2 separate regions of the Ovis aries genome follow, and region 2 is linked to region 1. The links are chromatin contacts, called in public Hi-C maps. All regions are on one chromosome and are shown on one strand. Each heading gives the region's core, a stretch centred on a gene start, on an enhancer-like site or on the middle of the called end of the contact. The rest is flanking DNA. Distances are from core to core; before and after follow the strand shown. Region 1 has its middle 400 kb from the start of SALL1. Region 2 has its middle 630 kb from the start of SALL1.

What was found. Hi-C and Micro-C count contacts between places; a contact is called where the count stands out from the background.
Region 2: a Hi-C map of liver shows a contact between it and region 1, with 7 times the contacts expected there. The contact joins two enhancer-like sites. A contact is called at or near these places in 2 of 16 Hi-C or Micro-C datasets (hypothalamus and liver).

What each region holds. Positions count from the first base shown.
Region 1 is chr14:19,478,752-19,481,416 of ARS-UI_Ramb_v3.0, forward strand. No RefSeq gene overlaps it. Among named protein-coding and RNA genes, the nearest start is that of SALL1, 400 kb to the left of the region's middle. Within about 2 kb of position 1,345, at least 1 of the 54 cell types and tissues checked has an H3K27ac peak or open chromatin away from gene starts, as enhancers often do. A contact at or near this core is called in liver, where this site is marked.
Region 2 is chr14:19,708,285-19,710,949 of ARS-UI_Ramb_v3.0, forward strand. No RefSeq gene overlaps it. Among named protein-coding and RNA genes, the nearest start is that of SALL1, 630 kb to the left of the region's middle. Within about 2 kb of position 1,292, at least 9 of the 54 cell types and tissues checked have an H3K27ac peak or open chromatin away from gene starts, as enhancers often do. A contact at or near this core is called in liver, where this site is marked.

The DNA of each region.
Region 1 (2,665 bases), core at 95-2,594:
ATGTGTAACTGATTCACTTAGCTGTGCATCTAAAACAATGTTGTAAGTCAATGATACTCCCATAAATTTTTTTTGAAATAAAAAATAAATTTAAAGCTATCATTAGCAATTACGCCTTGAAAATTGTTTCTTTTAGTGACAAAGCGAGCACACCAAACAGAAACCTGTCAGGCGCTACCACTGTACCAGTTAATGCCCAGAGGCCCTGAGTGAGCGTCACATGTTCACAGGGAAGTCAGTGGAGGTTAAGGACACAAACATGCAGCGTCTCTGAGGACAGGAGGAGGCGAGAGACAGCGATGACTCAGGACGTGCTAGTTATCTAGAATATGGACTCCTCTGTAGGCAGTTTTTTTTGTTTGCTTGTTTCTTCCTTCCTCGTTGGATGATAGGGGCTGGTGAGTGTTAGTTGCTCAGCTGTGTAGGGACGGTAGACCACCAGACTCCTCTGTCCATGGGATTCTCCAGGCAAGAATACTGGAGAGGGTTGCCATTTCCTTCTCCAAGGCATCTTCCCAACCCAGGGATCAAACCCAGGTCTCCCACGTTTCAGGAAAATTCTTTACTGTTTGAGCCACCAGGGAAGCCAATAGAGGCTGGGGGTTGGGGAGGAGGTTTGCAAAAGACCAAGTGGAAGCGATGCCTCGTGTATCAGCATCACGGAAAAGCCTATATTATAGCCAGCTGTGGCTAAAGTGCTCCATGGGTCACACCCATGAAAAGGACATGACATCAGTTCTCTGAACAATGGCTCAGGGCGCTAATACCAACATTGGAAGAGCTGCAACTTTAGACTCTGGGTCTATGCACAAGTTCCCAAAGGCAGGCTAGGAAATCATTTTATCAACAAAACTTTCCATCCCAAAGGGTATGAGTCATTCTCCTAGTTTTTACCGCATGTTATCTAGGGAATCATGATACTTGAAAATCCTGAAAAATTCCATTGCGATTGTCTGTCTCTCAGGAAGAAGGCAGGGGAAATGGCAGAATCTCAGCAGAAACTAAGGCTACTGTTATCCTATTAGGCTGCACCCAAAGGATTTTGTCTCATTTCCCCTCCTGTTGCAAATCTCCCAGGCACTGGACCTGAGAGGTGTCTTCTCTGAGCTTCCTGTTCTGGCAAGAAGTTGGAGAAGACTTTAGAAATCAGGTGAGTCTCTCAGTTCTACATGCCATTCATTACAACTGATCCCAATGATCCCAGGCGGATCGTAGGCTTTGATGAGGAACTGAGGCACTGGGCACTTGCCAGCTGCTCATTTTAGTGGTGAAGACACGGAGTCAGAGAGAAGTGACTGGCTCCGTATTTATATGGGGAGATCGTGGAGAACACTTCACGGAAGCCAGGTGACCCCTCAGCCAGAGCTGTGCCTTCCTAGTCATTTCTGGTGTGTGACTCATGGTGAGAGCGAATCCTTGGACTCTGCCCTCCCAGGGCTTCTTTCCAGCAAATGTCAGTTTCGGGTTTTGAGGAATGAAGGGAGAATTCCAAGAAATCAAATGTTTGTAAACTAGAGGACTTTGTGTTGTTTCTAGCTTAACCCCTCACTCACCAGTTCCATTTAAACAGATAGCAGAGCGAGACCTAATGGAACATTTTGAAGTGAGTCAGCTAGAGTGAGCGAGAAAAAAATCCTTATAGTCATAATATTGATGGTGGAAAAAGTTCTCAACAGGTCTAGCACATGTGAGTTTTGCCTTATTCTACCTGTGTGGCTGCCGTAACACCTTAGAGGGATCTAAGAGATGACATTCTATCTTACCCAGCACATTCATGTGAAAACTGCTATTAGTACATCAAGACTCTCTGCTTACAAGGAATAGCTTGAGACCAGCTCAAGCAGAATGGAGACAGTACTGAACAGATACAAGGGTCTCTTCCAGAACAAGAAATACAAAAGAATCAGGATATTGCAAATCAGGGACAGAAGTGCTTCCATCTTTTCTTCCAGGGTACCATGATGTCTTACTTTTGTTTCTCTTTATGTCCCTTCTTTATTCTTTCCTGTTTCTATCAGGTGGTACTCTCAGTCACAAAGAAGAGAAATTTTAGCTGTTATCAGGAGGGCAATATGACCTTACCACTTTTTCTTTCCTTTTTTCTTTTATCAAAATATAGTTGATTTACAATGTTGTGCTAGTTTCAGGCGTATGGCACTGTGATTCAGTTTTATGTGTGTGTGTGTATACATACATACATACATATATATATATATATATATACACACATACTCAGTCATGTTGTACACTTTGCGGCCCTTTGGGCTGTAGCCTGCCAGGCTCCTCTGTCCATAGGATTTCCCAGGTGAGAATACTGGAGTGGATTGCCATTTCCTTCTCCAAGATATCTTCCTGACCCAGGAATCAAACCCATGTCTCCTGCATCTCCCTCACTGCAGGGGGATTCTTTACCCCCTGAGCCATCAGGGAAGCCCACACATATATATGAATTCGTTTTCAGATTCTTTTCCCTTATAGAATATTGAGTATAGTTTTTGGTGCTACACAAGTTGGTCCTTGTTGTTCACCTACTTTATATATAGGAGTGTGTATATGTTAACCCCAAACTCCTAATTTATCTCTCCCCACCTACAAATAAGATCAATTTTAGCTGTACTGGGAGGGCACTCTGGTCTTACCATTTTCATCCAGTCCAGGCTGTGAT
Region 2 (2,665 bases), core at 42-2,541, 230 kb after region 1:
TGTGCTTGCTCCGGAGGGCTACAACCCACAATCCTATTTAAGCAAGGAAATGCTCAGCAATTCTAAAATGCTCTGTTCACATCCATACATAAGGCAAAGTCTCCTTCATGCTCCATTCCATCCCTACGTTATCAGTCAGTTAGGATCAATTCTGCAGCTTAGTCCCGCCCAAACCCCCTGGCTTCCCCATCTTCTCATGACTAGTCTGCAGGGCTGGCCATGTTCATGCTGATACCAGGAGATGACAATTAGTCATATCTACCCGTGCTGGTCCATCGAATCCCTGTTGTTTCTAGTCATGTCAAATCCATTATCCCAAACAAAGCTGTGTACATCTCTTTGGATGTACACAGGCTTGCCTTGCTTACTTTGAGAAGGCAGATTTTATGACAACATTAAATACATACTGAGCCTTAACTAATGGGGCCACTTGGCGACGTGGAGCAACAGCACTGATAATTCCTATCACCCTAATCCACGGCTGCTTAACTTGCTTGTGAAAATTCATGGCCTCCTGGATGTGCCCTCAAGATCATCACATCTCCTGTTTTCTCCACAGCTATATATATATGGTCACTGCAGCCAAGTGTTTCCAGCCATCATAGAATGCAACTCCCGTCCTCCCGAGCCCGGCAGCCGGCAACCCGACCGACCCCTTTCCCATCCAAGCCTTTAGTTTCATTGTTTGCCTTCTTGCTTTATTTTTGAGCCTGGTAAAAAGGGCCCCCCCTCCCCCAGCCGTTTACTTAGAAAGAATCTCAGGTGCTCTGTTTACTTACATTTTTCAGCATTTCTTTGTCTTCCAAACCATTCTAGCTCTTAATATGGAAGTTTTACGGGTTATTTTTATCAGAAAATGCAGACCTTGACTAGTTGACGTGAGCAGTTAGGATGGGTTAAGTGTGCTTTGAAACCCTCGATTTCTCCCCGAGAAAGCAATATATGGCATATGGTAACATCTAGAGCCTGGAAACACAGCCAGTAAGAGTCGCGCAGACTAAAGGAAATCACTACTTAATTCCACAAACATTTGTTTCGGTCCAGGAATGGCACTAGAAACTTTGAGCAGCCTGCCCGCTCCAGCGCCGGCCGGCACGCGGGGTCCATACCGTGCGGCACAGCGCCATCTGCTGGTCGGCTCCGCAGCCAGGGGGTGACTCGGAAATCCACCCGAGTCTATTCCCCCGACCTCGGTTCCCGGGGGCTTCCTGCGGCTGGGGAGTTCTGAGTGTACTAAAAAGGCGCGAGAGAGTGAGATGGTGCTGGAGAGAAAAAGCAGGGCTAGAGAAAGTTTCCAAAGACTTATTTAACTTGTAAACGGAGGAAGATTAATACCTCTGGAACCGTCCCCAGACGTCTTGCCAAGGGCACAGGTTTTCAGCTTTAAAGGTGAAGCTGAGTTTATTTGCATCCAAGGCAAAGAGTTGTTTTCCTTCTTCCTCTCTGTCTCTAAAGCAGTGTAGCCTAACCATATTGTCTTCACAGCCGGGCTCTGCGTGCTTCTTTATGGAAGTGAGACAGAATTCAAGCCAACTGTCTGAGTGTCGGGTTCATTCATGTCCTGACAGTGTGCGCGCGCGTGTGTGGGTGTGTGTGCGTGTGTGTGTGTGTGTGTGTAGCAGGGGTGATATTCAGAAGCGCTTTTGGAAACACGGGTTGTTTGCCCATCCATTCCAGAAATCAGTGGAGGGCCCCCTCCCAGGGGCAGAATGTAAGGACTGTGGGAATGCAATCAACACACTTCTGCATGTTTCCACACTGCCTTGAATGGGATCCCAGACTCCAGGAAACTCATCTCTGATAGACTGTAAAAGACCCAAACTAAATGGACCGAAGAGGTGGTCATTATTCTTCAGGGAGGGCCCTCTCTGTAACACAGGGTAAAGCACTATCTGCAATTATTTTTTAAGGCTACTTTGGAAATCTTATTATTCTCACTCCACTTCCAGCTACCAAGCCTTGTGCTAACTGCGATTTCCATCCTGCAGCGCTGACTTTCAGTGTCTCCCTCCCTTCCCTCTCCTTTGCTCTGTCTGTCTCCATCCCCGGAAACTTGTTCCAGACAAAAGCAGGTTGGGGAGGCTGCCATGTCCACATCACCTAGAGAGAAAGAGGAGGCCCGTGACCATCCCTGAATACCTCTAAGGGATGGTTTGCTTAGGCCCCTGTTGTGGGGATTCTCTGGTCCTCAGTGTATGATGGCATGGAGCAAGGATTAACTGTAACTGCTTCTGTGTACAGAAAGGACTAGAAATGATCTCTTTTCGCCTGCTCTCTCTGGGGTGTTAGGCATAACACTGCCAATGAATGAGACAGTTTGGGACAGAGTGCCCTACACCCTCTGTAGCCATAGGAGGGGCCTATGCCATTAGGAAAGGCAGCTGTTTTCTCAGGGGCTACCTCTCAAAGTGAAGCAATGTTTTAAAATCACTGTTCCTCCAGATGCTGTGACCCATTCCTTGGCAGACTGGACATAGGCTGGTGTTTTCAGGGAACTGCTTCCCTCCCTCTTTCCCTGCCCTCCACATCTTAGCAAGCCCACTCTCTCTTAGAAACAAATACAAAATCAAATGTGTTCACTACAGACTTCAAATTTAAGGTCTAAAGGATTTTAGAGACTAGCTCTGCCAGATAGCATACAGGATACACAGCTACATTTCAGAAA